2 separate regions of the Sus scrofa genome follow, and region 2 is linked to region 1. The links are chromatin contacts, called in public Hi-C maps. All regions are on one chromosome and are shown on one strand. Each heading gives the region's core, a stretch centred on a gene start, on an enhancer-like site or on the middle of the called end of the contact. The rest is flanking DNA. Distances are from core to core; before and after follow the strand shown.

Evidence for each region. Hi-C and Micro-C count contacts between places; a contact is called where the count stands out from the background.
Region 2: a contact with region 1 is called in a Hi-C map of embryonic fibroblasts, with 8 times the contacts expected there. The contact joins the promoter of PHLDA1 here to the promoter of BBS10 in region 1. A contact is called at or near these places in 3 of 5 promoter capture datasets (fetal liver and liver), 10 of 47 Hi-C or Micro-C datasets (alveolar macrophages, embryonic fibroblasts, fetal skeletal muscle and 6 more) and 2 of 2 datasets of contacts at active chromatin or transcription factors (alveolar macrophages and skeletal muscle).

What each region holds. Positions count from the first base shown.
Region 1 is chr5:39,562,749-39,568,469 of Sscrofa11.1, forward strand. It overlaps BBS10 (Bardet-Biedl syndrome 10 protein), which reads right to left and starts at 3,602. Exons shown (of 2, transcript XM_003481665.4): 1 at 3,332-3,602; 2 at 1-2,901. The coding sequence starts at 3,516. The coding sequence ends at 921. It overlaps OSBPL8 (oxysterol-binding protein-related protein 8), which reads right to left. Exons shown (of 23, transcript XM_005655647.3): 23 at 5,393-5,721.
Region 2 is chr5:39,316,785-39,322,505 of Sscrofa11.1, forward strand. It overlaps PHLDA1 (pleckstrin homology-like domain family A member 1), which reads right to left and starts at 2,529. Exons shown (of 2, transcript XM_021092050.1): 1 at 1-2,529.

The sequences.
Region 1 (5,721 bases), core at 2,352-4,851:
TTTCAGGTAATACACTCAATGGTTTACAGATGGCGAAAAAAATCTATCCAGGATTTTCCTCATGAAATGGAAATAAACAAGGGGCCACATAAGAGTTAAAAACTAATTTTATTTATATGCTATTTGAGGGGAAAAAATGAGACATTTACTCACTGCTTCAGAATTATGGGCAGGGAAAATAAATTATTTATTTATTTATTTATTTATTTTTATTTTTTGGAGGTTCCCAGGCTAGGGGTCTAATTGGAGCTGTAGCCGCCAGCCTACACCAGAGCCACAGCAACATGGGATCCGAGCCCCGCCTGCAACCTACACCACAGCTCATGGCAACGCCAGATCCTTAACCCACTGAGCAAGGCCAGGGATTGAACCTGCAACCTCATGGTTCCTAGTCAGATTCCTTAACCACTGAGCCACAATGGGAACTCCCAAAAATAAATTATTTTAAATGATACAAACAATGCTTTATGTTACAAACAAAGCAGAATGGCATTTGAAGACCTCATCCAAATCTGAGATTAAATTGTTCTATTAACTAAATACATAAAGGCAAGAGAGAAGAGGCAAGAGAGATGAGGAATGAAAAAAGATACAGAAAAGTAAAAATGATAAAGAAACACCCTTCCCCAAACATACAGACTAACACAGATCTGAGGCAGAGGATTACTGAGGGGGAAGAAAGACACTTACTCAGATCTTGGCTTCACTCATCCAGAAGGCTTCCTCCCCAAAACTGTTCCAATAATGTAGTATCTAATATTTCTGCCTGAATGTCCAATGGCCTTGTATACTTTTCTAAAGACTTTTAAATTTATGCTGTTTGTCTAACTGGACTGAATTGATTTGAGAATCAGTGGTCACATGCCTGCTTTGTTTTATGGTTTGAGTTGGATAACTTTGCTAATAAAACACTCCAAATTTTATAGTTCTTCTTCTGAATCTTCATCATAAATTTCCTGCGGTAGTCTCTTAATATTGATTACCAAATCAATGGTTAAAATGTTTGTCAAACACTGAAGAACTGAAGTTAGTAACTGGTATTTACCAGCAACTGATTCCAAACCTGCTGGATTGCTTACCATGGGTTGATTGGTTTGCAGTGCATGGAGAGCTCTTGTATATATTTGTGGGAAACATTTATTTCCTTTCTTAGACTTATACAAGGTTTTGGGAATGCCTAATAGTGCATTAGCTATTATGATACTAACCATGGTTTCCTCTGATTGCTGGAATTTTTTGGCATAGTTGAGAAGATAGTAATGCAGTAAGATCTCAAAATTACCACCCACTGGCAAAACACAACCAGCTGGTATACATGAGAAACAGTAACTCTGGGAAGCACTCATTTCTAATGACTTATATCTCACTGGTAATATACTCCTCTTTTCAGCAATTTTTGTGACCTGTACATTTTCAAAGGAAATTTCTATCCTAGTATTTTCTGTTCTTGAGTTAGCAGAATCACTCTCAATAAATGGTTCATGGTCATCGATTATCTTGGCTTTGTCTGGAGATAAATATCTCAATGTTTCATCTGTCTGGTATGTATTTGCTGGCATCACTTCCGGTATTGAACATGGTATGTATGTTTCTAATTCTATACCTGGAACTACCAAATTTGAACATACTTTTGAATATGAATGAGTTTTTGCCAGTTCATCTTCATTCTTTACAACTGTGCCCTGATATGGCCTTTGAACTGAGCTGTTAACAATTTCTGATAACTGATTTCTTTCTCTACTATTCTTATAAACATTAGTACTTGATGTACAATTTTGGTCACTTGCTCGTGTCACATAATTTAGATTAAGGTCTTTAAATAACTGCCGAAGCATTTTAAATGCTCCATGTAGAGCACCCTCATGTTGTTCAACAAGACCTTGCACTGGTCCACAAAGTACTATACAGTGTGGTATAAATGAACATGTGCTAATCAAGCCAAGATGAACATACCTTTTGGATCTAAGGATAAGGGGCTTACAAAATTTCACCAAAGCAGTATTAGAGATTTCATACTGTGAAGAGGCCTGTGGTAGTACAAAGGGAGCAATACCAGTGACCTTCTGGATAAGAGAAAGTTCTTCAGATGATAAACACTCCACCACGGATATGCCATTCAGTCTTGCATAATAAATTACTAAGTCTGGTTGCTTCACACTAGATAGGAGCAATCTTACATTCTCACTCTGTAAATGTTTCACTATTGCTTTTGTCTTTTCTTTAATCCAAAACTGAGATGTCTGAAACTGTTGTTCTGAATTTAGAATAAACTCTGATCCAGAAGTTGAAAAAAGAGGCTGAATGGTTTCAGTTACTATCACTATTCTTATGTCACCATCTGCTGGACAGTATACAGAAAAGTCTCTGTGAAGCACAAGCCCAGCTATGATCCTGGAATCGGAAACAGGAAGGCCGGTGACACCAACTTTCAACTCAACAAAACAGTCATCGACTAACTCAAATACTTCTTCAAATTCACTTTCACAGGACATACAGTTGAAAAAGTAGTCACACATCAACTGTGAAATAAAGGTGTGATTATTTCTTCCCACTCTTCCACAAAAAAATGCTTCTAAGAGCATCTCTAAAGAACTTCTACACAATGTTCTCTTTTTAGTGGATGAAGAAAAGATGGACAAAAAGTGTCTACTTAAGTAATGATCCATAACATAGTCTAATACTTGTGTCTGAAATGTTAGAAGAGCTTGGGAAATAAATTTCCACTGACAACAATTTTTCCAATGCCTTCCATGGGTTTGAATATTTTTGAAAAATAAAGAATCCTTTTCTTTGTCTGTGATTGCATGGAATTCTCTGAGTAAGTGGCAAAGAAAGATAATAAATGTTTTAGCACCATCTCCTGTTTTTCTTAGATGACTGGAAACACATGCCACCATCATCCTGTACAAAAAAAGAAATAAAGCAACTCAGATTTTCAGAAGGCTGCCTCCCTACATCTGAATAACAGTTGAAATCTTGTTTTTACAGCTACAGGCATAAAATGAGAATACTGTCCCTTTGATATACTTAGTTTTCCTTTTTTCCTTTTTTAGGTTGCTTTGTTCTATTTCAAGATTCTAGGGTTGGGTCGAGCTGGAGGGAAAGCAGTGAGAAATGTTCTCGGCAGCTGTTAAGATCTTAAGTCTGGGAATGTTTTCTTGAGCAACGCTCAAACGCTGAGGGTACAGTGGTCTCATTTAAGGTCAGTTTTTTCAGGAGCATAACCTCAGGGACAAGAAGTTCAGGGAGATGGCCTGGAATGCCCATCTATGGGCTGGAGTGTGGGACGTGAGTACCTGATTACGAGATGCTCTAACCGGCTGGAGCGTACCTGGCTATGGGATGCTCTAAATGCAGCGCCTTCAGGAGGAGGCCTCCGTCCCGGCTGAGCAGCACCTCGCCAGTGGGCTTCGTACACAGAATCTGCCGCCCTTCGGGCCCCAAGCAGCAGCTCACGATGGTTTCTAACACTTCGGCCACCTGCAATGCCGCCCTCACAGAACCCACAACAGCCATAGCCTTTCAGGTTCCGGCGGCTCCAGGTCGCCGGAGCGGAACCCGGACACATCCAGGAGGGAGCTGAGCGGGGTGCAGCCGGAAGCGGAAGGGGCGGGGAGGAGGCCGGAAGTCATGGCCGGGCGGCCTCTGGGTTGGGCGAGCGTCCATTTTTTCGCCAGCTCTGCGGTAAAGACCCGCGTTTCTCCCGGTAGGAGCTATCGTCGGTAGCGCGCGAGGTCAGAGAAGAGGTCGGGACTTTAGAGCTGGCTGGAGAGAAAGCCGCAGGCCCTTCCCTAGCTCCCTACGTGAATTCATTCTCCAGAGGCTGCAGCTGCCACCTGTTCCCTCCGTTTCCCAGGAAACTTCCTCTCAAGGACTCGACACGGTCCTTGAGGGGCTGGGCTCTGCAGCTAGAACTCTGCTCGTTCCCAACTCCCGACAAAAGTTGTTTGGTAACAAAACCTCTGCCTTGGACTAGCGCATACCATGTCCACACACTCCATCAGCGGTTCTTTACTGATGCAAGACAGATGGGGAGGGCCTGGCCACAGTCAGGAGCTGCAGGCATTCAGAAGGGGGCTTTACCACATTACCTGGGCTTAGGTATCACTATGAAACCCTAGTTACCACAATTTACTTTTTCTTTAGCAGAAGTGTTGTATGTGAAGACTTAGCCACATTGGTAATCAATAATATGCTTTAAAAACGCATTGACCCAAGATGCCTGGACACAATTCGACGACAGGAAAAAAAAAAAAAATCCTGTTGAGCAGAAAGAACATACCGTTTCGCATACTAAGATACACCTTCTCTCTTAAGGATGAAATAGTTAAGAACATGGGCTTGAGATTTAGACCTGGGTTTGCTGTGCCATTTACTCATCTGTGACATTCTTTTGTGTCCACTTCTCAAAAAAAATGGTGATATGTAAAACTCAAAGTTTTGAGGAGGGCGAGAATGTTTACAAAGCATTCTTTTTGTTTTTGTTTGGTGTCTCAAATATTAACAGTATGTTCAACAAACTGCTGTGCCGTGCCATCACTGAAGGGGTTCACTATCTCCGTAAGAAAGGGATGTTTTTTAAGGTGCAAAAGGGTCGATTATCATAACACAGGACACCTATTAGAGTGTGGTCAATATTATTAAGAAAATTATTTACACTATAGATGTTTCATTGAGATTGAACAGTGAGGATCTGTTTTCCCTACCTCTTATTCCCATACATAGGACAGGAGAAACCTCCCCTTTTCCCTAATAAGACAGAACCAACTGACTATTAACCAGGAGCAACCAGATCCTGAGGAGAGCAAATGTGGGAGGGGAGGATAATGGATGAAAAGAGGAAAACTAGAGAGGAGTGATTTCTTGGAACCTGTGTGATATTGACTCATAGACTAGTAGATAATTTGAGGGGTTTTGTACATAAGCTTGTGTAATAGCAAGGTTCTTTTTTTCTTACACATTACAAATGAGTTACTCAGTACACAGATTTGATCAGTGTGTTTAAAGTCAAGCATTTAAAGTCAGGTGTTTTGATCGGAGTTGTATTAAAGTACCCAGTGGAAAGAGAATGGACAGTGAAGTCAGACATAGACTCAAACCTGGGCTCAACCCAGTCTTATGATACAGCTTTTGGAATCATTTTAACTTCTCTGAGCCTCAGATTCTTCATCTATAAAATCTAATCCCCACTTACCTGAAAGTCATTGTGAATATTCAAGAAGAATGAATCTAGAGCATTGGGTAAAGCATACATTAGGGAATCTACCTATTAAATCCCTTCCAAGCCCTTCAGCATCCTTCACAACTACTCCCCCCCAAATTATTTTTAAGTAAAAAATTAAGTAATTTAATCACCATATGTTATATTCAAAGTCATTTTGTTACAGTTTGATTTTTTTTAAAAATTTTATTTAGAATGCCTACTTGTTGAAGTTAGCATCATCTTACAGATTAGAAAAATTCAATTGTTTTATCTCTGCAAACAATAGATTAGGAATAACAGATTAAAAATGTAGTTAATACATTACAAAACAGTTGCCTATGACTATCTGTACATTTACTGTGCACCTTAAGGAAAAGAATTTGACAGTGTGCTGTACTTACACCGCAGATAACATATTTTATTCTATTTTATAAAACTGACCAGTGGTAGTGTTTGAATTTATAAATGGCCTTTAAATAGGATATTTAACTTAGATTTACAGTCAGCATGCTAAAAAG
Region 2 (5,721 bases), core at 1,279-3,778, 250 kb before region 1:
GTAACGATCTTAAAAATATGAAGAACTACACAAATTAAAAAATAAATAGGAACAAATGTCTTAAACATACCTCAGATAGGTAGTGTTTGATAAGTACTTATTGAACACTTATTTGTTCATGACCCTGTTCTAAGTGTTGGGGATAGTGTTTTAACATAATAAAGAAAAAAATGCCAAAAACAAACCAATAAAAAAGAAATCGGGGTGGACAAGTCAGAGTGGCCCAGGTAAGAGGAAAGGCTGCTCCTTGAGCACAAGGACAAAGGGAAAGCTTGGCTCATCTGTAGTTTCATCTGGCTGGAACAAAGAATTCAAAAGGGAGACAGATGAGCTTGCAGAGCTGAGCAAGAGTCAAATTCTTTGTGTGTCGTGCTTAAGAAATTCGAAGTTAATCCCAAGGTAATCAAGAACAAAGGGTAACTTTTAAACACAGGAAGGTCCTGAATTTTAATCTAAAGAACAACTTTCCAGCAAATGGGACAATTCAAGCACAATCCTGAGACCTAAATTGTACTTAGCAGGTTCTCAGGGCCTTCACATTGTTAATGAATTAGCACTCTTTTAAGAGAATAGCAATTATTAAAATTATGTAATTTTAATTTCTAGTAAGTCCACATTTAAAAAAAAAATCTATACACCAATGACCAACCCTACACCTAACATCTCAGTTTTTTCTCTACCTTTATAGGACAAGTGAGCATTCCTGAGAATTTCTACATGACCAGCTGTTCCTCTTTTTAACAGAATGCAATTCTTCAGCTCATTTAGAAAGGATACTTCTTTTAAATGGGTAATTCAGAGTCTCTCAGGGCAGGTGTAGTTGGAAAAACATTTCATATGGGAAAATGATACAATACAAGCTTGAGTGGGTAAAAATATGATGTATTCTGGAAGTCCAAGCCATTTTCTTAAGAGATACACACGGTTTGGTGTTTGCTCACCTTCTGCAGTTTATCAGGATGTAACAAGTGCATTCTATCTAAATTACTTCACACTGTCTGAACAACCAGCACGATTTTCAAGAGCACTTATTTTTTTATAACTAGACTTTAAAACTCAGAATATCCAGTTGGGTATTTCAGGACTTAGTGACTTTATAAATGGCTCAGTGTACAATTTGCCTTCCCAGACCATAATGGAATTGATTATTAGAGATCTCAGCGCAGGAATCTTGTAGATTGATGACAATTTTGTTCTCAATTTCACCAGTCACCACCAACTCACAAAAATGACCACACTACCATTTTTTAAAGACAAATAAATCCACAGAAAGCAAATTGCAGGAAATAACTGTTTCCCTAAAAAAACCCCACAACTTCAGTTGTATATACTGAAAACCTACAAACGTCACTTAAAAATTACTAAAGTTTAGAAAATTCACTAACAAATCATTGCTTTGGAAAAAAGTCTGGAAAGCCTATTAGGTAGGGCCTGCCAGATAAAGATGTCTGTTGGGAGCATCTGACATGGCTGATCATCTCTTGGATACAGTTCTTCACTGACTTCAAGGTATCACCTAGTTTTCCTTCCACTTTCCTGGTCAGTCTCTCTCCTCTACAGGTTCCTCCTCTTCTCAACCTTTTAATCTTTGAGTCCTTGGTTCTCTTCTTATCTACACTCACTCCTTTGTTGATCGCATCCAGTCTTATCCTTGATTGCATCCAGTCTTATCCTTTTCAATAACAGCTATATGCCCAAGACTCCCAAATTTATCCAACTGCTTGTTGTCAAAGAATAAAACAAAGACCACCAAAGTTAAAAAATAATAATATTAACATGCCAGGCAAGGGCACATATACTGCTGAGTAGTTCACTAGAGGAGAAAATCTGAGGGGTTTTTCATAGAAAACAGGGTTCATAGAACTTTTGCTTAAATAAAAAATTTAAAGAAAGCATGCCAATAGGATGGAGTCCATAGGCTTATATAAGATTGGTTGAAACAAATTCCTAGATAGAAGTGGTTCAGTAAGGATCTGGAGGCAAAGATCATGGTTAGAACGGCTGCAGTAAAAAAAACAGCCTTCAGTTGTTATATATTCCAGGTCACTTGTTACTGTAAATTGAATTGTCTCCTTTACCCTTTCCCTACAGTACTATTTGGGTATCTGACAGAGAACTCAAATATATGCACTCCCAAATTTACCTCCTCACCCTGACCTGTTCTACCTACCTGCAGCCTCTCAGTTGGTAGCAATTTTATCTGTACAGCTGCTCAGGCCAAAACCAAAATTCTTGGAGTGGTACTGCTCTTAAAACAAGCCAAGGGAGTTCCCGTTATGGCTGATGGGGTTACGGGTCCAACTGGTATCCATGAGGATGCAGGTTCCATCCCTGGCCTAGTTCAGTGGGTTAAGGATCAGGCACTACTGTGAGTTGTGGTGTAGGTCACAGATGCAGCTCCTGATCCTATGTTGCTGTGGCTGTGGTGTAGGCTGGCAGCTGCAGCTCCAATTCAACCCTTAGCCTGGGACCTCCCATATGCTGCAGATTCAGCCCTAAAAAGCAAAAAAAAAAAAAAAAAAAAAAAAAGAGAGAGAGAGAGAGAGAGGTTTCCTGGTTAAGGACCCAGCATTGTCACTGCAGTGGTGCAGTTGCATCCCTAGTTCGGGAACTTACAAATACCATGGGTGCAGCCAAAACTAAAAACCAAAAACCAAAAACAAGCCTGTGGAGGCCACGAGCTTTAGAAGAACCAATACTACGTGTCTATCTGGAACTCATACTCTTTCTAGACTACATTTCAGTTATTCAGGATTCCAAATACCCTGCCTAAATAATTTTGGCTATTTCAAAGTGTGTTATATCACCACTGATTTTGAACATATAGGCTAGGATGTCCACACAAATGTGCAGAAGGCCTCTTGCCATTTAATTCAGAGGCAAGGATGGGAAGAGAAGGAAGGTGAGACATGGGCAAAGGATCAGCTTTCTCACAAGAAGTTTCTGGCATAGGACTTTTAAGGATCTGAAATCAAACCTGTTCCAGGCACTTATGAAGATTTATTTGTCAAGAGAGTAGTGTTGGGTGCATTTTCATTTCACAAGGCTTTAAAATATTTAATCATTGGTGTCTCCATTGTACTCTTGCCCCAGAACTACAAATGTTTAGAAGGACGCCTACCTTACAATAATCCTTTACTCACTTGCCAGTTGAGTCAAGAAATCCCATCAGTTATGTCTTCAAACTATATCTATATTCTGTCCATTTCTCTCAACTTCCTTCATTACCGCCCTGATCCAAATCACCTCATCTCTCCCCTGAATTACTGCAAGGGCTTTGCCTCGACTCTATCCTTGTTGTCTTACCATCTATATTACAATCTCTTTGTCATCTCAATCACTTTCTTCAAGTCTTTGCTCAATGAGACCTTTGCTAATCAGTCTAAAATTGCAACCATCCAATTTCCCTTAACTTTTCCCATAGCATGTATTACCTCCTAACATACCGAATAATTTATAATGCCTTTTGCTTATATTTCTGTTTCCACTCTTGTAGAATGCAAGCTCTTTTAAGATGGCAAAGATCACTGTTTTGTTGTATCCCAAACACCTAATAAATTTCCTAGCACAGAGTAGGAGCCTAACATATGTAGAAATTTTAAATGGACTCAAAAGCCTGAATCTGTCATTAAAAAAAAAAAAATCAAATGTCTTTGAATACTTTTAACAGATTTTTCATCATGCATCCTACTTTAAATTTTTTTCAAACTATAACAGGACTTCATAAAAAAAAAAACTTCTGAAACTTGTCTTATTATTTATATTTGGTATACTTTAAAAAATGGATTAACTACTATATATGTTAGACCTCTCTGAACTTTAAACGCTATTATATTTTATAAATGCTATGTAAAATAAGTGCTATAAACCTTTCTTTTTCTGAGCAACATACAATAGGTATTTAAGTATCATCCCATTGCTTGCTTGTAAGAGTAATTTTTTAAAAAATAAGAAACTACACATGGAACTGAATTGCTAGCAGTTTCTCTTAGTTGGCAGTTAGTCAGATATTTGCTTAGAAGTCCATTAATCAACACTGGCTTAAAGACATTTAACAGAATTTAGAAAGTTATTGTGTTCACTTTCATTTACGACTTGATTATAAGATTATAAATTGCTTAACCTATAAACATCATAATTTGCAATATACAGTAGGAACTCATGAAAAAAGACCATCTTGAAAGATTTGGATAAAGTTCAAATATCTAAAAGAAACAGTTAAAAGCCCAATAATCCATGAAAATACAAGTCAGGTCACCCTCAACAGTGCATAAAGGTCCATCCAGACTGCAATGTTCTTCACCATTCAACTCTTCATTTCCTAAAATACTACTTAGTAAAAATACTTTTTTAAAGAGCTTATTTCCAAAATGCCTAGTTGAAAAAGTTAACTCTCTTGAACTGAATACAGAACTATCCAGGTTTCACATGTGTCCTTTTAGCTGCCTTCCTTTTCACCTTATGTTGATCAACTGTGCCTCCTAGTGATCAATTTGTATAACACAGCTTAGAGCAATTCAGAATAGTAAAGGGTCTTAGGTGCTCTATCGAAATGTTTAAAAAACTGTTAATACAACCCTAGATCAAGCACTGCCAATCAGCTGTCTGTCCTTTCTATTCTGCCAATAGCCTAATTTATGTTCTCTTTTCTGTCATTCACACTTTTGTAACAGTCCAACCACTTGAGTCCATACCACCCAACACACTGCCTTGCTACTTCTATTCCTAAAATGTGACAGAAAAATTTCAGTCTCCTCCTACTGCATATTCTAACTCCTTAATCTGGCATGGAAAACCCTCCACAGAATAATAAAGCTCGACTTGCCTTTACAATTTAGACTTTCCTTCTGCTCAACCCTAAGTGAGCTCTATCACTTACCTACTTGTGCCGTCTTAGCTTTTCCAAGACCTCTGTAACCTTTCATTTTTCAAAGTCCACCTTAAATTCCACCTCTTAGCTTTCTTTTGGCTGAGTAATTCCAAATCATATTGCACTACTTCCAAATGGATCAGGAGTTAAGTGTTTTCATCATTGTACCTAGTAATGATGTTAGTAATGTTAGTATCTAGTAATGTTAGTACCTAGTAATGTTAGTACCTAGTAATGATGTTAGTAATGTTAGTAATGATGCTGATTGCTGATTGCTAACTGAGTGCTTAAACTGAAGGCTAAATGTCAGTTCTGTCTGAAAATACACTGACCTTCAAAACAGGGGAGGCACACTAAAGACATTTTGCTAAAAATGGTCAGCAAGTTAACTGGGTTCAGGAGAATCTGGTGGTACATTAAAAGCACTAAATTCAGAACATGAGACACTGTATGCAAGCAAGCAATATTATATTGACACTGACTTCTGAGTCATCATCAAGGGTGGCAGCAGAGAAACACCAGGCATTCTCACAGTGACAGTGGAAGCCCTGAACTTTGAGCACTGCCCTAGCAGATCAGCATCTCAGCCTCTGCCCTCCATTAAGAGCCCACAAGCACCTTTTAGCCTAAATCCACTTCTACTCAAACTAGGAATAATGCTCCTGTTGTTTGCAACTGGAGTTTCTGATGGATAGCCAGTGGGCAAATCTCTTCACTTCAGGGACTGGATTACAGGGGCAACTCCCTCTTCCAGTCTTCAATCACAACATAGCACATAGTCTGAAAGAACAGACTTCGGTTTGATCATTATTGATATATTTTTTTTTTGGCAATTTTTTTTGTTTGTTTGT